5 separate regions of the Mus musculus genome follow, and regions 1, 2, 4 and 5 are each linked to region 3. Evidence: chromatin contacts called from public Hi-C, HiChIP or PLAC-seq, Micro-C and promoter capture Hi-C data. All regions are on one chromosome and are shown on one strand. Each heading gives the region's core, a stretch centred on a gene start, on an enhancer-like site or on the middle of the called end of the contact. The rest is flanking DNA. Distances are from core to core; before and after follow the strand shown. Region 1 holds the start of Nr5a2 (nuclear receptor subfamily 5, group A, member 2). Region 2 overlaps Cacna1s (calcium channel, voltage-dependent, L type, alpha 1S subunit). Region 3 holds the start of Kif14 (kinesin family member 14). Region 4 overlaps Kif21b (kinesin family member 21B). Region 5 holds the start of Tmem9 (transmembrane protein 9).

Region 1 (4,401 bases), core at 909-3,408, 490 kb before region 3:
GAGAAAATCCTACCGATTATTTTATTTATTATTATTTTTAATACTTATTAATTATTCTGGTTTTCTGAAACAGGGTTTCTCTGTGTGGCCCTGACTATCCTGTGTAGACCAGTCTGGCCTTGAGCTTACACCTGCCCTCTGCTTCCCAAATGCTGGGATTCCAGGCCTGTGCCACCACTGCCCAGCCTTTACTTTCTTTTTTTCTTTCTTTTTTTTTTAATTAGGTATTTTCCTCGTTTACATTTTCAATGCTATCCCAAAGGTCCCCCATACCCACCCCCACAGCCTTTACTTTCAATCACTATTTTTTCATTTACAATGAGCTATGTATAACAAATGATACATAATAGGTTTGGTAATATTTTCCATTGAAATGTTTTAAAGTTTCTCTAGGCTAATTTCCTCTTTTTTTTTTTGTGCCATTTGCTTTTTTTTTTTTAAGATGTATTTATTTTTACTTTAGGTGCAGGAATCTTCTCTCTGTGTGGACATCTGCCCACTGTGTGTGCAGCATGAGCAGAGCCACGGAGCAGAGCCACAGAGCCACGGAGCAGAAGCCACAGAGCCACGGAGCAGAAGCCACAGAGCCACGGAGCAGAAGCCACAGAGCCACAGAGCAGAAGCCACAGAGCCACGGAGCAGAAGCCACAGACGGTTCTGAGCTGCCATGCGGGTACTGTGTGAGCTGCCATGACGGTGCTGGGGACCAAACCAGGGCCTCAGCAAGAGCAGCCAGCTCTCAACCACTGTGCCACCTCTCCAGTTCCTCCCTTTGCTTTTGTGGGGGAAATTATTGCTACACAGCCCAGGGTTGCCTTCAGTGCACCATCCTCCTGCCTCAGTCTGTGAGTGTTGAGTTACAAAGTTTGTCACCATACCTAGTTGAGCCTGGGGATTTATGTATGCTAAACTTGTACACTCCATTATTCAACTATACCTGAGTTACTCCATTTTAGCTTCTAGAAGATGTATTATATGAAGAGTGATGCTTCAGAGACCTAAATAATTTTTAAGAAAAAAGCTGTTTTGCAGAGTTCTGTGTCCTTTAGCCTATATATAGGGAGATTTCTGGCATGTCAGACTGTTGTTTGATTGCTCAGAGAAATAACAACAAAGAAATAACTGACAAGAATTGACATCCTATGATCTTTTAAAATCCCTTTAATCTCAGCACTCTGGAGGCAGAGGCAGGGGGATCTTTGAGTTCAAGCCTAGCTCTACAGAGTGAGTTCCAGGATTGCCAGGGCTATATAGAGAAACCCTTGTTTCAAGGAAAACAAACAAACACAAACAAAACCAAAAACAACCAGAAAAAGAAACAACACCCAAGGTTGTATTCTGGACTCCTTATGCATAATCACATAGTGTACAATCTACCCCCCCTACACACAGGTGGGGGCCCCCACAAATACATACACACTTATATATACAGAATCATATATGAAAAATGCATTATACATGTATCATTTTGCTCAAATTTTATCTCAAGGTATTTTACTTTATGGAGGTAAAGAAATGACCGCTTTAGCCCAATGACCAATATACAAGCAAGCTAATGCCTCTTCTAACAAACATACAGGGTTGTTTTTTTTAAGGCAACTGGTCAAATGGTAAGTAAATACCCACGAGCTTGCAAGTGCTCCTGTAGGGTTTCAAAGTGTCAATCATATCTACAGTCATCATTTAAAGAATTAATGTCCGCCAATGTTATCATCTAAAATGTATTTGCAGAGGTCAGAAGAGCAGAGTCTGTCCTTCCCCATGCCAGAAGCAGTGACATCAAAGGGCCATGTCACAAGCTGCAGTTTAGTTAGTGGACTTGAGGTGGTTTGGAGTTTTTATCCACTAAGTATGATCTCCTGACCCCTTGGCTTTACAACTTTCCACACTCTGGGCTGCAGAAGAACCCCTCCTTTTCTGAGTTAATCATTTCTTTGCCATTATCTGCCAAGAGTTCTTATCTCTTTTGCTGTCACTTTATAACAGGGTCCTCTTATCAACCGGCACAGGGTCATGTGACCAGTTGAAGCCTATTGAAAGCTTCCTTTCTTCTGATTAGAAACCATCATGAAACTGGAGACATGGTTTACAGCAGGTCATACATGCTGGAAAAAGTGCAGAGTCCAGGAGAACACGGACTGGAGCCTTTCTGAATTCTGTTTTTTCCCCCTTTTTCTTAACTTTCACTAAGGAAATGAGGGTTACTGTAGTCTGAGGTTTCCTTCCCAAAGTCACAAAATATGACAAGCTGCAATCTTTCTCACATTCAATGATTTCTGCTGTAAGCCAAAGGACTGCCAATAATTTCGCTAAGAATGTCTGCTAGTTTGGATACTGGAGATTTTCAAGAATTTCTTAAGCATGGACTTACAGCTATTGGTAAGTAGGAAGCCACTCTCTTAACATCTGGCTGTTTTGTGCTACTAATGGTGGATTTGTGTTTTAATGTACTACTTTGCCTGCAGTAATTATTAAAAGCATACAATAAGCCCACACATATATCACACATTTATTTTTCTTGAAGTTGAAAGAAGCAAATGAGTAATTCAACACATGAATATCATTTATTGTATCCGGTGTTTGGGGATGCCATTGTATTAGATCCACTTAGCAAAAAGCTTAGGGTTTTGAGACAGGGTTTCTGTGTAGCCCTGGCTGTCCTGGAACTTCACTCTGTAAACCAGGCTAGCCTCAGACTCAGAGATCCACTTGCCCCTGCCCCTGCCCCTGCCCCTGCCCCTGCCCCTGCCCCTGCCCCTGCCCCTGCCCCTGCCCCTGCCCCTGCCCCTGCCTCTGCCTCTGCCTCTGTCTACCATGCTGGGATTAAAGGTGTGTGCTGTTACTGCCCAGCAGAAAGTCCAGTTGTTAATCATCTATTTCAGCCTTAACAATTTTTGATCATTTTGAATCAACCATGCCAAGTAAAGTTTTGAACATTTTGAAACAAGCAAATAAGATTGATCAACCACTGATCAAATAAAACTAACAGGGAACTTACCAGCAATGTGACATCTCAACTGGACCATGAGATGTCTCATTCACCGTGATCCTATAGAGATTTTTGTTTGTTTGCTTGTTTGTTTGTTGGCAAATGAAAGTCATTCAAGAAAAACAAAGTCAGCCTATTATTAAAGGATTCTTGGGGGTGGGGGGACTTACTGTGACTTGCTTTTAAAGACAGAAAGAACCACATACCCTCCCCACAAGTGGAACCTAGAGTTTGGGCACTTTCTAGGCAAGCACTCAATCTCTGGGCTACACACCTGGCCACCGTGTGAAGCATCTTGGGGTTCCTTGTTGTTGTTTGGGGATGAGTGAGGATTGAGTTTGGTTTTGGTTTTCCTGAGAGACAAGGGGTCTCATTATATAACCTAGGCTGGCCAGGAACCTGCTCTGTCGTCTTTCTCCTTGTCTCTCTCCATAATACCAGAACTGTAGGTGTGAGCTACCATTCCTGACTCATTATTTTAAAGGATAAACATCCCCACACATACATTTATACCAATATAGAGCCATAAATGTGGGAGTTTTACCATAAATTTAGTAAATACAGTAACATTCGGTTCATCCTAAAAGTTAAAGACAAAGGGAAGCAATTTCCAGTAGGTTGTGACCCTGCTGGAGAGCGTGTCCCCTTTGCTTCCTCTGGATAGGAGCCAGGGTCGACCCTTCTCCAGGGATGCTTGCGCCATCAGTGATTGCCAGCCCAGTCTCAGTTAAAACGGGATAATCAGGGCCCCCGGCTTTGCCCCTTTCCCTGGGGGCAGCCTGCTGACTCCACCTAAGGCACTGATTGCTTTTTTTATGGTCCAGCTACGCCCTGAAGTATCAATTGAGGAAATGTTCACCAAAAAAAGAAAACGTTCTGTACTTAACTAAAAAGAAAACACGGGGAAGTGAGTGCAGAGAGAGGAGAGAGAGAGAGAGAGAGAGAGAGAGAGAGAGAGAGAGAGAGAGAGAGAGAGAGAGAGAGAGACTCTTCAAAGGGCAGGGAAACCAGGGCTTTGTGAGCTTTGCATCCACTGAACGCTGAGCGCTTCACTTCGTGTGGGAACGTAGCGGGGGGTGGGGGGGGTGGGGGGGGGTGGGGGGGAGATGCGGGCCAGACAGGCGAGTGCACCCGAGAAGCGTGCTCCGGGCTTGCACCAGCACAGGGCTACCAGGAATCTGGGACCACACACGTGGTGCCCTAGCTGGTCCCTAGCCCACCGGGGTGAATTAAAAGATGGCCAGACAGCAAGCTGAGCTGTTTTCACCCACTGTACTGCAGTAGTCTCTCAAAGGCTCTGCTGGAACTGAGGCGGGATGGAGCTAGAACTGACTGGCCTCCAAGGGCTGCTGGGCCCATACTTCCCCAGAACCATACTGAAGGAGCCTCATCTGCCCTGGACCAGCTTACAC
Region 2 (4,312 bases), core at 878-3,377, 350 kb after region 3:
TTAGTTTCTCCGGGCCTGTGTACACCTGTAGCTGTCAGTCAGGATAGGAGGGTAGTGTAGACCTGACAAATAGTGTATCCGTTAAGAACATGGAATGCAGTGCCAAAAGGCCTAGGTTTAGCTCCCTTCTGGGCCTCTTGGTAGCTGCACAGACTTAGGTCAGAGATCTCGGTGTCACAGTTGCAAAATAAAGAGAACTGTCTCTCTTTTTAACTGCTAAGAAGGCTAAATACATTAATATGTAACGGAAACCATTGAAACAAGATTTTGTTATATAGTTTTCGTTCTGTACATGCTAAATGCCATACAAGACACTTGGCTCCTTCATCAAAGTCTAACACCCTTTGATAGTATTTTATAGCAAAGGAAATTTTTTTATGTAGGTAGCTATTACCTCACTAGCCATGAGTCAGGTGAAAGGGGGACACTGGAGGCCACAGTGTGGAGTCCCACCTGGTACCTTTGGAGACAGAGGGGTTGTTTTTGTTTTTGTTTTGTTTGAGACAAAAATCCTCATTATATAGCCCTGGATGGTCTGAAACTCAGTCTCTGCTGGACTTGAACTCAGAGAGAACCCCATCCCCTGCCTTTGGAGTGCTGGACTAAAGGGGTGAGCCACCATGGCTGACAAGGTGGAGATGTTTCCTCTCACCTGTTCCTAGCCAACGTGGCTGAAGTGTCTGCTGAGCTGGTGACACAGAGCAGGAGGTGTTTATGCTTCTTAGCTGGTTGTAACACCTGTTTAACAAGCAGTGTCTGGGCCACCAGAGTGCTAGGCCCTAGAGGGGCAGCTTAGGCCCTACACAGGCAGCTGAGAACAAGGCGGGGACAGCTCCAGCTTTCAGGGAACTTAGCCTCTGGCAGGGGTAAACTGCATTCACAGCAGTGCTGCTATGCCTTCTGGATGGGAAAGATGTTTGGGGATGTCTGTGTTTGGGGTGTGGTCTGGGGCGTGGCCTGGGGCGTGGCCTGGGAGTCAGGTTCTAAACAGCTTGGTCAAGTCCTGGGGAATGACAGCAAAAGAGGTTTGAAGGATGGCTAGAGGTCGGTCAGGTAGAGCTCAGGAAGGTTCTAGAGAGGCACACTAGAGCTCAGAGGTGAGCAGGAGCCTCACCTATGTGAGCGCGGTGTCTAGTAATGCTGAGCCACACTTGGAAGATGACACAACCAGGACCCAGTGCAGAGATAGGGAGAGGGTGGAAGGGCTGGTGTGGAGAATGTCTGGAGCAAAGACTCAGCTTTCAGTAGGTCAAAAAGGAAGGAGAGGGGAGATAGGTCAGTGTGATTAGAAGAACTGAGAGGAAGGACCTTCCAGTGACTTCTGTTTATCAGTGAGGTGGATAAGGCAAGCTGCTGGTGCTGAGGTTTGTGGAAACGGGAGGAGTTGAAACTGTTTCACTGACAGGGCATGGGAAAAGAACATGTGGTGTGTGTGTGTGTGTGTGTACTGTGCATGTGTGTGTGTATTTGTGTGTGCATGTGTGTGAGTGTGTGTTGTGTGAGTGCATGTGTATGTGTGTGCATGTGTGTGTGAGTGTGTGTGCATGTGTGTGAGTGTGTGTGTATGTGTGTGCATGTGTGTGGGTGTGTGCATGTGTGAGTGTGTGAATGTGTGTGTATGTGTGTGTGAGTGTGTGTGTGTGTGTGTGTGTGTGTAACTGCTTCACTGACAGGGCACCAGGAAGCTTTGGGGCCTAGCTGGGTCTAGGACCCTATGTACAGGTCACCAAGTGTCACCTCTGCCCTGTGCTATGCACATCCTGGGGCAGGACCCAGAAGTTCAGAAGCCCATTGTGGACTTTGCCAGGAGGCTGACAGCAGGGCAGCCTTGTTACCACAGCAACAGCCATGGAGCAGGCACTTGGCCCACGATTAATGGAGGAATAGGCAGAAGGAAAGAGTGCCTTGTGAAGGGGAGAGGGCAGGGCAAGGCAGACCCAGTTTTGCCTCGCATTAGCGATACATTACAGGTATATCTTGTCATCTCCCCACACCCCTGTTTCCTCATCTTGAACGTGACTGTGGTGAGAAGTGAGTGGCTTTTGTGTGGAAGGGCTTTGTGAGTACAAGAGGTGCTCCTGAGGCCCTTGGTTAGAGACAGCAGCTGTTAGTCATTGTTAGGTGGTATGGAAGAGGAGCCATGGGAACACATAGCCATAAACTACTGCCACTGAGATTCTAGTTGGCGTTGGCGGTGGACTCTGGCCAAAGTCACAGGGTTACAGCTTCGAAACAGGTTGGCTCTGGTGTAACCAGGGTGTGGCATTTCTTCTAATGCCATCAGAGGGAAAGTGAAGATGGCCTGGTACTCTTCTGCAAGGCCCAGGTTCTCTGAGAAAGGGGGTAGAGGGAGTTCCAGATGTTCTAAAACAATAAAATAAAACAGGCAAGCAGAAGCCAGGTGCCAAAGTCAGGCCTGGAGACTTTAATGTCCAGCTAGATAGAGTGGCTTTATGACAGACAGACCCTGGCACCGATCAGGCCTTTGTGAATGGCCACACAAGCCCTGCCGAATCCTGCTTCTTGCTGATGAGGAGAAGGGCCGGCCCTGCCCACCCATGGCCTCCTGCCTGGTTGAGGTGGTTCCCGACCACCGCTACTCAGTCCATACAGCTGGCTACTGAGGGGCCAGGGGAGGCTGCTAAGCTGGGCTAACCTACTTCTCCACTCCAGCACTTTCTGGCTTTTGGTCATGGTATTTCTAAGCTTGTGTCATTCTGTATAGGCCTCACATCTGGGAGTAATAAGGGTCGTTTGGGAGCCCCAACGCAGATTCAGGCGGCCCAGGGGAGGACCTGAGGCTCAAGGCTCCCAGGGCACGGCCCCGCCCTCTGGGGATTCTTGCTTCAGTAGCTCTGTTGCTGCCACCTCGACTTCCTCTGGTTCCATCTGGCAGGCATCTGCCAGGGCCTGGCCTGTTGCCATGACGAAGTTAGCATCTGCTGCTAAGGAGTCTAGTCCTCCTCGAACCAGAGCCTGCAGTGGGAGGAGGATGTTGGGTGGGTCTTCCAGGCAAATTGTCTTCTGCACCCCACCCCCATTGGTCCTACTCTTCCTCCAACGACAGACTATTACAAGGCCACTCCTGAGTATGCCGCTCTGTTCCAGCCCCACCTCACCTCCTGGATCAGCATGGCAGTAGCTGGAGCCGTGCACCTGTGAGCCGAATTCCTGGGAACGTGCTCCTCAAAGTTCCTGCTGTTGGGTGTTTCCAGAAACCGTGACGTGGGGCCCTTTCCCTCTTTCTGCACAGGATGCTCTGCCTGGGAGAGCTGTCTCAAACACAGAAAAGCAAAGACACCCCCAAACAGATATGCTAGAACTAACAGACACACTGGAGCCCATAGCTCATCCAAGGGAGTCTCCACCAAAACCCACAGACTGAGGACGATGCAGGAACACAGGATCCTTCTGTTATGAATGGGCTGCTACCCACAGGGCTCTTCCCCTGCCAGGCCAAGTGGGGTCTATATGGCGCTTCCTCCCAGGCTTTTGCCCCTGTTACCTGGCACGGGGAAGGAGGCACCTGGCCTTCAGGCATTCCTCTCTGGGTCATCGGTCTTTTCAGTTTGTCCACATGAGATCTGCTGTGAGGTCCTGTGGGCCAAGGAAGGCAAGGTCAGTGGGGCTGCCGACCCCTGATGGGGGGAGTCATCAGAGTCTTGCTTGGGCAGCTACAGCAGGTAGTTGAGAAGGTAGACACACGTTGAAACCTAAGCAACTCCAGGCCAGACAGAACTGGCTCAGCTCTCCCTGCCCAGCACTTTGTCCTTATGGTTTGGGGGAGGCTGAGGGGTAGACTTGCCAGCAAGCTCTTGCTCAGTATGGCTATGTGTGTTGGCAAGCAAGGGAGTACCCTCACTGTTACTGAACCCCAGAAATCTTGGGGCTGCTACCGTCACACAGTGATCCCAGACCCACAGGGAGACTGCATGACCACCTGCCAAGGACTCCACAACCTAGGGGTCAATTGTGCAGGGATTGTCCTTCCAGGAACCCAGTAAAAGGGAACTCCAGGCTAGGCTACACAGAAGGGAGCTGTAGGCCTGCACAAAGGCCGATAGCGTGAACAAGCCTTCCCCACCCATTACCCCTTCCGTTCAGCTTCCCATTTGGAGCCTTCCTCAACCTGACGATAGTGTTCTTCCTCCCAGGACCCTCCAAGGCTCTAAGGGAAGAGGGAGCACTCCCAAACGCCTCTAGGAGAAGGCTCAGCTTCTTAGTCACAGAAAAGACTGACCTGAGGCCCTGCAGGGCTGACTGAGGGGTCCTTCTCTGGTAACAGGCATGTCCGCCTCTCCCAAGAACTCCC
Region 3 (4,217 bases), core at 941-3,440:
TTTAAAGACAGGGTTTCTCTGTGTAGCCCTGGCTTTCCTGGAACTAACTCTGTAGACCAGGCTGGCCTTGAATTTAGGGATCTGCCTGTGAGCTCTGGGACCAAAGGCCTGGCCTCCACACCCAGCTGACTTTTTAAAAGTCTTATCAATAATCTGTGACTCGCCAACTGCAATCACCTTTAAAGAAATATTCTATGCCTTCAAAATCAAGTGTGCTAAGCCTCTGCATTTATGAGCACTATGTACCAAATGCAGGTGATACGGTTGATGAATGCCATTCTAGAACATTCTCTGGGGAAGCTATGAGCTTGTGTGGCTCTTTGAAAGGAAAGAAGACATTCCCAAGCACTACAAATCAAAGATTTGAGAGGCGATTGCATGAGAGAATGAAATGACTCACTCAGGGCACCTCCCCCTGCCCCTGGCCACATTAGGTCCAGGCCTCACTCTGTAGCTTTGGCTGGCTTGGAACTTGTTTCGCAAACCAGCCTGGCTTCAAATCCAAAGATCCACCTGCCTCCTCCTCCCAAATGCTGGGATTAAAAGTGTGCACAATCCTGCCTGGCTCGGTTTCTAAAAGAGGTATGTGTTTGTGTGTGTATGCCTATATATGGGTATAAAATATAGATTTTAATTTTGTATTCTATTATAAAAATAACCAGTATAACTACAATCAAAGCCTAAACACTGGTGGGCTGAAGATGTGGCTCAATTATATCTACCTACATGGGGTCTTGGGTTCAATTCCCCGTACCAAGAGAAAATGCCAATGACTTTAAAGACACTGGCTTTCTAGAAGCAGAGTCTTACAGACACATAATGACATGGAATTCTCGGCCTGAGAGCTAACACGCCGGACGTACCTTTTGCTGAAAGGCCTCACGCGCACCGCCACGGTCACCTGACTGTTCTCTACTTTTAAGGAGTCTGGCTCTGTAAAGGTCTTCTGAACTAGACTGTTTTCTTCTGGAGGGAGTGTGCTTTCTCGTGAGCTTTCCCTTTTATTTGCAAAAAGAGAACTTTTGGGCCTCGGTTTAACTCGAGGGCTTGCAATCCTGTTTTTCAGTGTGGATAAAGCTGGGCTTTTCGGTGGAGGCAGGTCATGCCTTGGTGTCCATCTGTGTTCTGGGACACATTTTACCGGGGTCCTCGATTCTGAGCTCGCGCTTCTGAATGTACTGCCATGTTTCGGGATGTCCTTCCCATTGTTTTTCGGTGTGGATAAAGCTGGGCTTTTCGGTGGAGGCGGGTCATGCCTTGGTGTCCATCTGTGTTCTAAAACACATTTCACTGGGGTTCTTGTATCTGAGCTTCCAAATGTACCGACTTGTTTAGCAGTGTCCTTGCCAGCATTCCCACGGTGTGAGTTTCTTCCTCCTGACACTGGGGTATCAGACTTGCTCTCGGTCAGTTGCACCACTAAGTGTCCTGATCTCATAGCTTCAGTCTGACGCTGGGAACCCACAGGCGCTCTACTGTTTGTGTCCTTAACTGTCACCTTTTCATTAGAGGCACCAACGGGAGGACCTGGGTCTTTGCATCTCGTCAACCCGGTGTCGTTGGAGTCTTTCACGGAGACGACAGACGACAGGACACGGGTATCATTATTTACACCCTTTGCTTCTGTCCTCGATGCCTGGGAGGCAGAGTCACTTCCTGGGTTACCTCCCACAGGATTCAATGTCTCCCACTTTCCCACATAATCCGCTCTACCGTGCCGCCGTTGTAACCTAAGACTTGTGTCTGCTGTTCTTCTGTTTCCCAACTCACTTCCAAGTAAAGACGACTCTCTGTCCCCACAAGTAGCCCTTCTCTGGAGGCTCAGTCTCCGGGGGTCAGAGGTAACAGGAGTCTCTCTTGTTTTTTTACAGGCAGAGATAACATAAGTGCTATTTATGTCGATGGTTTTACTTCCAGCATTCACGAATGGATCATGATTCTCACACTCTGACATATCTGCCTTCAAGTGCAGTTCCAGCCGGCTGCTGTGGACGAGGCCACTGGATGCTGAAATCTTCTGTGAAGAAGAAACCTCCAGGCTTCCGATGTTGTGTCTGCTATGCGAAGTGTGTACTGACATCTTGGCAGCAAGCGATTTTTAAGAGGATGTGAAGGATCTAAGCCCTTCAGATCCTTGTCGGGGTGCTGGGCATTTTGTTCTTTTCAGTTTCCAACAAAATATCTGGCCGACTACAAAAAATGAAAAATAAAACGGTTACTACAAACTTTAAAAAGAGAGAGATCTTCCTACTACAGAAGCAAACTCTCAGAGGATGCATTGGACTAAACCACTTCCCACTGCACCTCCACACAGCCTCCTACAATCTCCACCCTCGAAGGACTTCACTTGTTATTCAACAAATATCTACTGAGGGTTCCCTTAGGAGCAAGGCACCCACAGACACTGCAGACTTCAAAGACAGGACCTCCCCATCCTTATTTCCTCAGCTTAGAAGGAGCTTACAGGTGACCTTAATCTCAACAAAGTGATTCAAGAAAGGTCAACACCTGTATGTCAGCATACTTTAAGTGCCCCCAGCTTGGAATCATAGCATCTAGTCTGATTAGTCTGCAGCAAAGTAGGTTTCTGAACACTTGTCAATGTATCCTAAATACAAGAATGCCTACAGAGGAGTTTAACACGATGTCACAAAGGAGGCTACTCTTAAGAAAGTACCACAGACATTATACACTACAAACTGCGTGTGTAGCCAGGTGTGATGGTCCGTGCCTGTGATCCCAGCCTTAGAGAGGCCGAGGTGAGAGACTGGAACTTTCAAGGCCAGCCTGACACTGTCACCGATGCCCACACCCCCTCAAGTTAGACAACTACACTATCTGTCACTTCTTCATTATACAACAAACTAGACAGGCATGCGTTTACACACATATAGGTAAATATAGGCCAACAATATCTGCCAGGCATTATCTAAAACAGAACAGTGCAAATGCCACTCTTCGTCATGCTCCTTAAATGGACGTAAACAACTCTTTAAAATTGAATTCCTGAGTCTACCTTACAAAATGTCACTGATTCAAACTATTTGGACATTGTTACAATCAAGGAACAAATTACCAGAAGCTCATTTTTAAAAGTTTGACAAAGAGACATTGTAGGAAGAAAGAAAGAGTTCGAGTATAAGCATCTCCCGCTAAACTTTCAGTGAAAATACAGAACCCTCCCAATATGAGGTGAAATTAGGGACAATATATCTTTGTCTTAGAAACTAAAAGCCATTTGCTCTTTGCATAGATCAACATGATTTTTGTTTGCAGAATTTCGGCCATCAGATCTCCAAGAGGACTGGAAGGAAGACAAGAGAAGTCGGTCACGACCACAGGCCGAGGCTCCTGGCGACTCTGGCAGTCTTGCCAGGCTGTGACAGTGTACCTGGACCCCTCCAGTTCGCCGCTCCACGCTCCGCGGCGCTGTTCTCGGCTTCCGGGTGGACAGAGCGACGCCCCGCGCCCCTTGCCCGGGACCCTCGGACTAAAGGGGACCGAGCCGCACCACCCACCCAAGCACCCCGGCCTGCTGGGCAAACACCGCAACGCTCTCAGCCCACCGGCTCGCTGGGCGAGCAACCTCAGCGCTCTCAGCTCGGAGGCGCTTCCCACTCCTAAGACCTCGACACTCACCATTCCCGGCACAGGCTCCCGTGGCTGCGGCAATTTGAATGCGCGCCTCGCTTCCTGATTGGTCGCTGGGCGTAGCGTCAAGCGCCGCGCCTTCACTCCTCCCCATCCCCGGAAGTGCAGCTTCTACCGCGAGACACACCCCGCCCTATCTCCTAGGTGACGGCCCGCCCCTCCTCTGGGCGGAATTGGAGCTCAGAGCTTGGAGCTGGGCGGTACCACCAAAGGGGCGGGCACTCACCTGAAGGGTTTTCAGGAGAAGCGACAGTGCCTCATCTATCCGATCCTTTACACGACGATCTGTAGGGAATGACCATGTGCCCCCACGTTAATTATAATAACACTCTGGTATTTCATACTCAAGTCGTTACGTGATGTCGTGGACTAAGTGTTCAGATGAATTAAAGTTTTGTTTTTTAATCCTGAATATTTTAATCAAGTATTAATGTTATGCCAGTCTGTTAATAAACTTGTGAATGATCTGACAAGTAGCAAGTGGTGTGGCTGGAAGTCCAAAGCTGTTGCGGTAAAGGTTACAATAACATTCTGAAACCTGAAAAAAGGTAATCACTAAAACCAAA
Region 4 (4,441 bases), core at 738-3,237, 290 kb after region 3:
ATGAGCTCAGAGCTCCGATTTCAAGTTTAGTCAATGACACTCGCTGGGACAGCATAGCAGCCCCGCCATGAGGTAGTGACCCATCAGAAATGGCAGAAGGGGTAATGCCGGTGAGCACCTCTCGCGGGGGCTGTAAGACCACACACACTTTGTGCAAGAACTGGCCTTGCAGCTATACATACAGTACAGGCACCCCGGGCTGGGGCGGCCCAGCCTGAGGGGTCGGGACAAAGTCTCACGTGTTTCTGTAGTTTGTAAACAGCCATGCAGACGGGTTCTGGGTTTTCTTACAGGGTGTAAGGTCCGGGCTTTCCATTTAGGTGGAGATGGGTGAAGGAGAAGATGTGGTCACTTCTGAGTGCTAAGGATGTTCCTTAACACTCCCAGGATGAGCAGGGGAAGGAGGATTTCTGGTCTTTGCAGACAGACGGTCCAGGTTCCAGGTGATCTGCTTTTCCGGTGCTCCGTTCTAAATATCCACTTACCCAGACTTAACACCGTGTCTGGCTGGAGCCACCAATAAGCGGGACAATCTTCTTAGTTTCAGCTTCAGACACAGCTCTGGGAAGGTTCAGAGAGGGTCTGACCTTATCAGTTCCTAACTCTCCCATCCTAGGGCCTCATGGACAGGCACCAACGTACTCGCCCTAGAGGGAGAAGAGCTAAGTACAGTGGCGCTATGCTAGCTCTCCACAAGTCACCACGGCCTCTGAATGGGGCTGAGGCTCATGGATCCCGGAATGAGACCAGGATGCATAAGACCAGTGAAGCAATAGAGTAAGTGTGGACCAGTTTAAGGGCAGGGGAAGCCGGGGGAGGAACGGAGCTGGCCCCTCTCATGGCCCAGTTCTATAAATTCAGAGTTGTTCCAGTAGGGGGCGCTAGACACTGACTTCACCTCATCCCAGCAGCTGAGTCCACAGCACCAAGGGGAGAAGCAAGGAGTCACTGCCTCCTCACGCTAATTGAAAAGGGAGGGCCTTTGTCCCAGGCTGGTTTTAAGGCTGTTTCTGGAACAACTAAAGGAAAAGAAGCTGAAGATGTTCCCTAGCCCCTTGGGGGTGGAAACATAACTGGCTGGGGGGTTAGGCAAAGGACCTGGTACCCTTACTACTCAAAGCCTACCTAGTGGGCAGTCCACCAAGCTCCCTGGTACTGGGCCGTTGGGGTGAATGCTCTGACCTTCAGGGGCTGTGGGCACCAGGCCCAGGAGTAGAAGACACAAGTGGGCTGCGGGCATGGCTAGTATAAGGCTGCCCGGCATGATATCAGGCCTCAGGATGGAGAAAGGCACTGCGGCATTAGGCGGCCTAGAGACCTGGTCTATCCTAGAAGGTATGCCGGCATGGGCAGGTCCGGGGCAATTGTCAGAGCTGCAAAGGATAGAGAAGGCTATCCCCTCATCTGCAGAGCAAGCAGAGGGAAGGCCCCCACCCCCACCCCACCCCACCCCACCTCCGTGCCAGGAGGGGAGGGAAGAATGGGAAGAAACTTCAAGTCAGTTTCCAGGAGGCAAACAGCAGAACACAAAAATAAAAATCAATATATTAAATGACTGCAGTGCCGCTGACCTTCCCCCCAAAGGAACTGTTTAAACAGCTCCACTGAGGCCCCAGCAGAAGAGAACCTCAAGGAAAGACTGGGCCGGGGCCCCACTGGGATTGGCTGTGGGTGAGCGGCAGGACTCAGCTGCTTACATCTGGTTTCCATGGTTACCTGAGAACTACCTTGGTGGGCTCAGAGGCAGGTGAAGCGGCTCCGGAGGTGGGGCTAGGAGACACAGAGGAGGCTAGCTCACTGGAAGATAGATGGGGGCTTCTCCCTGCTTCTCCCTCGGTCTCAACCGAGGCTGAGGGCCTGGGGGAGGGGCAGGGCTGGCTCAGCAGGAGACAATGTGGCCAGTTGAGAGGAAGGCTTGGGAACAGGTGGAGCAGCAGCTTGGGGAATCGTGCCCTTTGGCTTCACAGCTTGTGTCCCTCCTCCACCTCGTCTTTCTTAGGAGGCAGGGGAGGGACAGAAGGGGTGGTGGAGGAAGCAGAGCGAGAGAAGAGCCACACCCTCTGTACTCCGGTGAACTTGGCTGTTCCGGTAAGGTCGGGCCACAGCTTCCTTTCCGTGCTGGGTAGGCTGCTGGGTCTGATCTGACGGTCTAGCCACCTTTAGTCCTAACTTCAAGGGTGGGCTGCTGGTAGCCGCCGTATGCTCCAGAACTTCACTGTCAGGTCACTGGGGAGGACAGAGGGAGGCTGCTCAGCTGTGGGTGTGGACCCTGCTGGTTGCCCCACCCCCACCCCAAAGCAAAGGTTGGGCAAATTTCCCACCTCCCTCACATATGGCTGGGCTAAGGCAGATGCTGCTTAGGACCAGTGAAGACCTCACGGGGAGGGGTACTGGGTAAGGGGAGGGCCCAGGCCATGCTCTGCAAGACCCTGCAAGACTGGTGTCCCAGACTTTCCTGTTGTGTTGTGTCCAGGCCTGAATGCCTCCCCCTGTTCTCTGCCACCTTAGGGTTCTGGCCCACTGCTCATGCTAGCAAGAGGGTCGGGGAGGGTGATCTGTAGGGCCAGGCAGGGCGTGAAGTAAGAAGGTTAAGAGTAAAACAGGCTCATACCGTGAAGAAGCAGCTCAGATCGAGGTGGGGGAAAGACAGGAAAAGGCAAGATGGGAAGAGTGAGAGGGGGAGGGGGAAGGTCAGGGCAGGGTGGTGGCGCGGCCCTTTATGGCCAGGACTCGTCGAGGAAGGCAGGGGGTGAGTCCAGGGACGTAATTCCACAGCTTTACCCGGCAGTCACTATTTGAGGGGGGGTGGGGGTGGGAGGTAGAGGCAGAGAAGAGAGGTAGGAAGAGATGGGAGGGGAGAGAAGGGACATGGTGGGAACAAGGAGAGAAAAGAAGAAACCCGGCTGAGTAGTGTCCCTGGGATAGAGGGCCTGGCACTGCCTGCACAGGAGCCAGAGCTACAGCTGGAGGGGCAGAGGTGTGGGAGTGGTGCAGGGCAGTCTGTAGCCCTTGGGGGGTGAGAGCCATTTGGATCGCTGCGGGGGGGCAAGTCCTGGCCTGGGGCCCAGTGGCTCCCTGATCCCCTGCCTTTGCAGCACCCAGGACATTGGGTGCCTAGTGCTCAGTGAAGTTGAGCACTAAATATAAAGAGGAGTGCTTGATGGGATCTGTGTGTGGGGACAGCTGCGGAGCCCTGAGCCAGTTGTCAACTTGGTCACTCTAGGAGGGGAGCAAAGCGGCTCTCTCTGCCTAGCACCTACCTGGAGGCCGTGAAGATGTGCTTGCTGTTGGTGCAGATGGCATTGATGGGGCTGTCGTGGCCCTTGATCTCACCAATGGGTGTGAAGTTGTCCACATTCCAGACCTTGATGAAGCCGGCCCGGCAGGCGCTCAGCAGCATGGGCCGGCCGGGTACAAAGGCCAGGGCGCACACCCAGTCCTTGTGAGCGTTGGGGATTTGCTGTGGAAGGACCAGGGCTCATAAGGTGTAGGGAAGAGAGAGGGCCTGCCCCAGGGCCCCAGGAGCACATCACCCCTCCTGCTAGCCATGGAGGAATGCCGCCTGGCTCCGGACAGCTCTAACATGCAGATGGACCCTACCATTCCCAGGAGCCAGGCTGGGGGGATTCCAAAGCACAGATGGGTTCTTCTCCCCAGGTCCCACATTCTAAATCTGTGCTGCTGGAGAAATCTTCAGCCCACAGGAGAGCTAGGCTAAAGTCAAGTGCTCCCACAAAGAACTGGGCACAAGGGCTTTGTCAAGAGCAGGGTATAGCAGGGTATAGAGGGCCCCAGCGGAATCCCCGCAGGCTGCAGGGAGAGGGGCGTGGAGGTAGCAGGGAAGAGGGTAGATAGCAGGCAGTCTTGGAGGGGCTCTGCTAAGGTCTGCCTGTGGCCTTGCCCTGGCACACTCCTCCCTTCCCTTCCCCAAACCTGGATGAGCTCCTGCTGGTCCAGGTCCCACTTCTTGATGCCATTGTCTCTGGAGCCACTGAAGAGTATGTCTCCTTGGATAGCCAGGCATTCAATACCATCATAGTGAGGGGGCTCAAAGTTGTGGGTTGGGCCAATGGTGCCCGTCACACAGTCGCCCAGCTGGAACATCTGCAGACGAGGAGGGGCAGAGCTCAGACAGGGGCATGATCAATTGGGGCAGGCCTGGAGTACTGTGGGAAGGACACTGCCATAGTCCCACGACCCCATCTCCATTTATTTGTTCCCTTTTACTTTCTGGCTACCGAAGTGTCCAGCCATACCCATAGAGAGCAAACTAAATCACTGGGTCCTGTGTACTTCGTATTTCCCCCAATCTATCATTTTAACGGTTGCATCATCTCCCATTCAGAGGTTCTACCTGCATTCCTCACACACTGAGGTCGTTACTTTTCACCATTTACAGATTAATTCTATCTACACATCCTCCTGTCTTCTCCAAGACGCC
Region 5 (4,590 bases), core at 1,473-3,972, 450 kb after region 3:
GCCCTCCACCACTACCGTATTTGCTTAATTAAATCTTGGCAGGAGAGTACCAGCCAGACTGTGTATTTTCTCAAAGCTCACCTAGTGATCCTTGATGTACAGGTAGCGGCAACCTTGACCCATCCCCATCCAATGCCTTGCTGTGACCCTACCCGGTCGGTACGCTGATGTCTTCAAGGATGAAGCCTCCCATCCTAGAACTAGCAATGCTGGAGATGGCTTTTAACCCACGCTGAGGTCCATTCCCCTGAAGCTTCCATTCACTGGCCCTACTTCTCTATGACACCATCCCAAGCCTTTCCAGTTCCAATCCCAAATGTCCCTTCTCCTCAGCACGGCAGCCTTTCTCCCTGATTGAATATCCACTGAATGTGTCTCCAGGTCTCTCTCTTCCGAACGATTCTAACTCCTTAAACTATTCCTTCTAGAACACTGTGTTTATACTTCCTTTCACTGGTTTTCTTTACCTGAATGAATCCTTGGTCATTCAATGCTTTTTGTTTTGTTTTGTTTTGTTTTGTTTTTTTAAGTAAGCGACTAAGAATGAATTCAAGACCAGAGACAAAAGAAACATAATATAAGATCTTTGGACTTAAGCCTATGCAATTATACAATGGGAAGAATATCTACTCCTTTTACCTTAGACGGTTGCTTGAGGCTAACGGAGCACACAGGTAGAGAGCTTTGCAAAAGTGTACACTACACACACCTGCCTTGTCTCTACGACCATTCTAACATGTATCAACAGAGATTTAAACTCAAAGCAAAACAACAAAACCCAACCTCCTCAGCTGGAATTCAAGATACCTGGATTTTGTTATCAAATGGTTAAGGACAAAATATTCCTTTGTAGGCTCTCCACAGGAATGGGTAACTTATCTCTAGGATAAGAAATCTAGTAAGCATTGATAATTTCAGTCTGGCCGGTGACATGGGGGGGGGGGGGGATATACAGCCATTAGCAGTGTCTTACCAGTCCTTCTGAGACACATTCTGGTTGTAAATGTGCCCGCTGATGTTTCTGTAAGGCGGACAGATGCATTTGCACCGGATATCTTCAGAGCTCTGGAAGGAAAAAGAAGAAATTGCAGGCAAGAGTCCTGCCTGGGTTCAGAGTCTAGACAGGCTAGCAAAGTCTTGTACTCTGCTCCCTTAGGTGACTATATGCATGCTTTTGAATTTTCCCATCCCCAATTCATCAAGGTCTGGCTCTACAGGAAGAGTGTTCTTCCACTTGGTCCTCAAGATAGAAACCTCTCTGGTATCAAAAACAAACTCACAGAAGTTACCCAAGGCTGCCTGCCATCCATGAAGTGACGTGCTGGGGGAAAGGGGGGGGGGGGGATGGGGGGAGGGAGGAGGGAAGAGTTGGGGCTGCAGTGTATATAGCAAGCAAAGTGACAGGCTTTTTCAACCCTGGGGCCTACAATTGTGTCTGGTGAGCTAGGTGGCCAGATTCCCCTTCAATTCTGTCTTAACTCCTTAGGTTAGAAAGGGGAAAGGGATGAATAAAGAAAACTGGGACATTATCACGGGAAGACTCCCGTCAGGAATTCCTTGAAGAGCAAAGAAGCACGCAAGCCCTAATACTCAATGTTATTTCAGTGTCTCAGGGAGAGTCAGAATCGAAAGCGGACAGCCTAGAGCCGCGTACATCATCTAAACCTAGCTGCGGGTCTCCCACCCGGAAGGAATGAGAGCAGCCTCTGGAGTCCACAGTGCAGCTGGGTTAGCTTTGAAGCCAAAAAGCTCCCATCTGTGCATGCCTTTACACTCAGAGCATTTTACAACATTACATGATTTGACTATCAAATTGAGCAGGAGATTCGACCACAGCTGTTTTTACTTGGGGCAAAGGAAGATACAGAGAACTTGGGTAACTTTTCTTAAACTTTCTTGCTTGCGGAGAAGTCTACCTAGGGCTAGTTTGGTCCGGACCCTGTGCGGTAGGCTCTGAACCCCGTGCTCCCTACACCCTTAGGAAGGCCAGCAGCTTGTCCCAGGTAAGGTCCCCGCCCCCAAGTAGGGTTCTCGGGTGGGGGAGGGGTCAGGGTGGCGTTTCGGCTACCTCGGCGGCAGCCCAGGAACAAGGTGCCGCTGGCCCACTTCCCTCACCTTGTTGGCTTGAGCTGGGGGCACCAGCAAGCACCCCACCACAGCCACCAAACACAGCAGCTTCATGCTTATCGGGCTTGCTGAGCCAGCAAGACTAGATGCCTGGGGGGATAAAAAGAAACATGGAGTCGGAAAAAGGGATAGTGGTCACAACAGAGGCAGCACCCTCGGCCCCTTTTCAGCTTTGCCAGACGAGGGAAGAGGGCTGAGTTCCAGGATTCCTGGCCTTCTAAACCTTTCCCTCTCCTCACCAAGCCCAGCTCTCAAAAGCTATCTGTGCACTAGCAGAGGGAGTTTTCTGAGGTTACAGCCGCCCGGAGCCCCCAGATCCTGTCACCAGGCCGCGTTCCGACCCTCACCTCTCCTCCCACCGCCCTCCGCCATCTCTGCCTCCACCGCCCTGGTGGCGCCGCTCAGGCCCAACCAGAAGCCCCGATTCCGACCGCCAAGAGTACTGCACACCCTGCCTAAGGATTTGGGGTGGCTGTGAACCCCCAGTGTCCCTGCGACCCCCGTACCCCTCCCCCAATGCCGAGTCTACCAACCTGCAAGCTCAGCCGCAGCCGCCACTGATCAGCAGGCTCCACCCCTTCAGCATCTATTGGCTGCTACAGTCGCCGCTCAGCCCAACCTCGCTAGTTGCCAAGACAACAAGACCCACCTTCTCTTGGTCCCGGAGGCTTACAATCTAGGGAGAGGCACGCATTTCTCTACCAGGATTTAGCAAGAAAAGGGAATGTCTGCCTTTCCTACTGAAAACTGAAGCTCTAGCCCTGTGGGTCCGTTCAACTCCTCCTAGAGTGCTTTGTTTGTCCTCGCCTTATACTATCTTACTGTTTCAGAGAAAGCATTTTAGAAATGAAACTAGTAATGATTTTAGAACAAGATCAAGGACCATTGTGCTTATTCATAGTCTGAAAATATTATTATAGAGACACATTTTTGTTTTGTTTTGTTTTGTTTTTTAACAAGGAACTCAAGGGCCCAGGCTCTATTCCTACACACAAAGACATATGCCAAAGAGGGCAAGACAGGATTAGTAATAGGCGTGGGCTGGAGGGAGCTGTGCCTCCTTAGCCTGCACTGGTTCTGAAGGCCTGGCAAATTGAAACAAGGTGTACTAGGCCAGTCTGGGACTAGGAGGAGGTTACAGGCTGCAGAGGGACAGATGTGAACTTCTTAGCAGCAGTGAAGGAAACTGGAGTCACCTGAGTCCAGGGGCCACTGCAGTGAGGACACTTGAGCTTTGGCCTCAAGTGCATCGAACTAAGCTCCTGTGTTACCCTAGAAAACATGCATTCCCTCTCTGGGTACCAGTTTCCTTAGCTAAGGGTCCCTACAGCTTTGATGGGTTGGGGCTCCTGGAAAGAAGAATAGTCATATGGCCAGAATGAAATTTAGTATAGAAAGTCATGTGTCACAAAAGAGTTTTCCTCCTTAGACATATTATCTGAGCACTATTTGTGGTGGGTACTATATAAGACACTGAAGCTGCCTGGGGGAGGGGGAGGCTAGCCTTGTCTCTGTTCTCTTTTTTTGTTGTTGTTTTTAAGATTTATTTATATTTTATGTATATGAGTACACTGTAGTTGTCTTCAGACACACCAGAAGAGGGTGTCAGATCACATTGCAGATGGTTGTGATCCACCATATGGTTGCTGAGAATTGAACTCAGGACCTTTGGAAGAGCAGTCAGTACACGTAACCACTAAGCCATCTCTTCAGCCCCATCTCTGCTCTTGTATAACTTGATATTTATTACAAAAACAAAAACCAAAAAACAATGGTTGTTTTAGTCAGGGTTCTCTAGAGTCACAGAACTTATGGGTAGTCTCTATATACTAAGCAAATTTGTTGATGACTTACAGTCTGTAGTCCAACTGCCCAACAGTGGTCAGCAGCAGTTGTGAATGGAAGCCCAAGGATCTAGCAGTTTCTCAGTTCCACAAGGCAAGCAGAAGAAGAGAGAATCTTCCTTCTTCCAATGTTCTTATGTAAGTCTCCAGGAGAAGGTGTGTGGCCCACATAAAGGTGTGTACCACCACACCTGGATCTGGGACTTGTTTTGTCCCAGATGACCTTGAACTCAGAGATCTCCCTGCCTTTGTCTCCTGGGATTCATAGCCACTATGCCTCAAGATCTCCATGCCAAGATCCAGGTCAGAAACTTGTGTCTCCAAGCCTCAAGATCAGGATCACAGGTGACCCTTCCAATTCTGGACTGTAGTTCATTCCAGATATAGTCAAGTTGACAACCAGGAATAGTCACTACAATTACCCCTTGTCAACTTGACACAAATAATATCTCATGTCCACATGAAACAATAACAAGGTCATGAATATGCCTACCATGATGTAACTATTTCTCGTATAATCACAAACACATTTGTAAATTTACAATGGGGCAATGTCCCTTGGGAGCATTCTTTTAGTATCTCAGTTTAAATACCAATTGATGTTAAAGAAATTTGAAGA

The links. Promoter capture Hi-C pulls out the DNA fragments that hold promoters and counts their contacts. Hi-C and Micro-C count contacts between places; a contact is called where the count stands out from the background. HiChIP or PLAC-seq counts read pairs in DNA pulled down with a chosen protein or histone mark.
Region 1: an H3K27ac HiChIP or PLAC-seq map of embryonic stem cells shows a contact between it and region 3, with 5 read pairs. The contact joins the promoter of Nr5a2 here to the promoter of Kif14 in region 3. A contact is called at or near these places in 2 of 39 promoter capture datasets (hippocampal neurons and liver), 2 of 484 Hi-C or Micro-C datasets (both in embryonic stem cells), 2 of 115 datasets of contacts at active chromatin or transcription factors (both in embryonic stem cells) and 1 of 9 other capture datasets (liver).
Region 2: a Hi-C map of CD8 T cells shows a contact between it and region 3, with 2.5 times the contacts expected there. The contact joins the enhancer-like site here to the promoter of Kif14 in region 3. A contact is called at or near these places in 6 of 39 promoter capture datasets (3T3-L1-derived adipocytes, embryonic stem cells, liver and 2 more), 1 of 15 datasets of contacts at CTCF or cohesin (large pre-B cells), 48 of 484 Hi-C or Micro-C datasets (the AML12 cell line, B cells, CD4 T cells and 27 more), 19 of 115 datasets of contacts at active chromatin or transcription factors (the 230-238 cell line, the SCID.adh cell line, bone marrow-derived macrophages and 11 more) and 4 of 9 other capture datasets (adipose tissue, embryonic stem cells, liver and 1 more).
Region 4: a Micro-C map of embryonic stem cells shows a contact between it and region 3, with 2.3 times the contacts expected there. The contact joins the enhancer-like site here to the promoter of Kif14 in region 3. A contact is called at or near these places in 18 of 39 promoter capture datasets (the 3T3-L1 cell line, 3T3-L1-derived adipocytes, the C10 cell line and 12 more), 7 of 15 datasets of contacts at CTCF or cohesin (the NIH/3T3 cell line, embryonic stem cells, large pre-B cells and 2 more), 177 of 484 Hi-C or Micro-C datasets (the 63-12 cell line, the AML12 cell line, the AtT-20 cell line and 96 more), 38 of 115 datasets of contacts at active chromatin or transcription factors (the HPC-7 cell line, the NIH/3T3 cell line, the SCID.adh cell line and 24 more) and 5 of 9 other capture datasets (adipose tissue, embryonic stem cells, embryonic tail and 2 more).
Region 5: a contact with region 3 is called in a promoter capture Hi-C map of pre-B cells, with 5 times the contacts expected there. The contact joins the promoter of Tmem9 here to the promoter of Kif14 in region 3. A contact is called at or near these places in 6 of 39 promoter capture datasets (3T3-L1-derived adipocytes, frontonasal cranial neural crest, hippocampal neurons and 3 more), 2 of 484 Hi-C or Micro-C datasets (CD8 T cells and embryonic stem cells), 15 of 115 datasets of contacts at active chromatin or transcription factors (the 230-238 cell line, the NIH/3T3 cell line, the SCID.adh cell line and 9 more) and 3 of 9 other capture datasets (embryonic stem cells, liver and pancreatic islet).

What each region holds. Positions count from the first base shown.
Region 1 is chr1:136,958,205-136,962,605 of GRCm38.p6, reverse strand. It overlaps Nr5a2 (nuclear receptor subfamily 5, group A, member 2), which reads left to right and starts at 2,158. Exons shown (of 9, transcript NM_030676.3): 1 at 2,158-2,379. The coding sequence starts at 2,316.
Region 2 is chr1:136,117,621-136,121,932 of GRCm38.p6, reverse strand. Cacna1s (calcium channel, voltage-dependent, L type, alpha 1S subunit) reads right to left here. Exons shown (of 44, transcript NM_001081023.2): 41 at 4,241-4,312; 42 at 3,491-3,597; 43 at 3,120-3,263; 44 at 2,111-2,976. The coding sequence ends at 2,803. Among named protein-coding and RNA genes, the nearest start is that of Gm15850, 11 kb to the left of the region's middle. Within about 2 kb of position 2,127, at least 85 of the 459 cell types and tissues checked have an H3K27ac peak or open chromatin away from gene starts, as enhancers often do. A contact at or near this core is called in B cells, CD8 T cells, the CH12 cell line and 12 more, where this site is marked.
Region 3 is chr1:136,465,821-136,470,037 of GRCm38.p6, reverse strand. It overlaps Kif14 (kinesin family member 14), which reads right to left and starts at 2,190. Exons shown (of 29, transcript NM_001287179.2): 1 at 864-2,190. The coding sequence starts at 2,080.
Region 4 is chr1:136,171,822-136,176,262 of GRCm38.p6, reverse strand. Kif21b (kinesin family member 21B) reads right to left here. Exons shown (of 35, transcript NM_001039472.2): 33 at 3,934-4,104; 34 at 3,261-3,460; 35 at 1-2,226. The coding sequence ends at 2,172. Among named protein-coding and RNA genes, the nearest start is that of Mroh3, 39 kb to the left of the region's middle. Within about 2 kb of position 1,987, at least 91 of the 459 cell types and tissues checked have an H3K27ac peak or open chromatin away from gene starts, as enhancers often do. A contact at or near this core is called in B cells, the G1E-ER4 cell line, Th1 cells and 15 more, where this site is marked.
Region 5 is chr1:136,016,133-136,020,722 of GRCm38.p6, reverse strand. Tmem9 (transmembrane protein 9) reads right to left here and starts at 2,722. Exons shown (of 6, transcript NM_025439.3): 1 at 2,661-2,722; 2 at 2,116-2,217; 3 at 974-1,065. The coding sequence starts at 2,181. It also overlaps a transcript of Igfn1 not described here.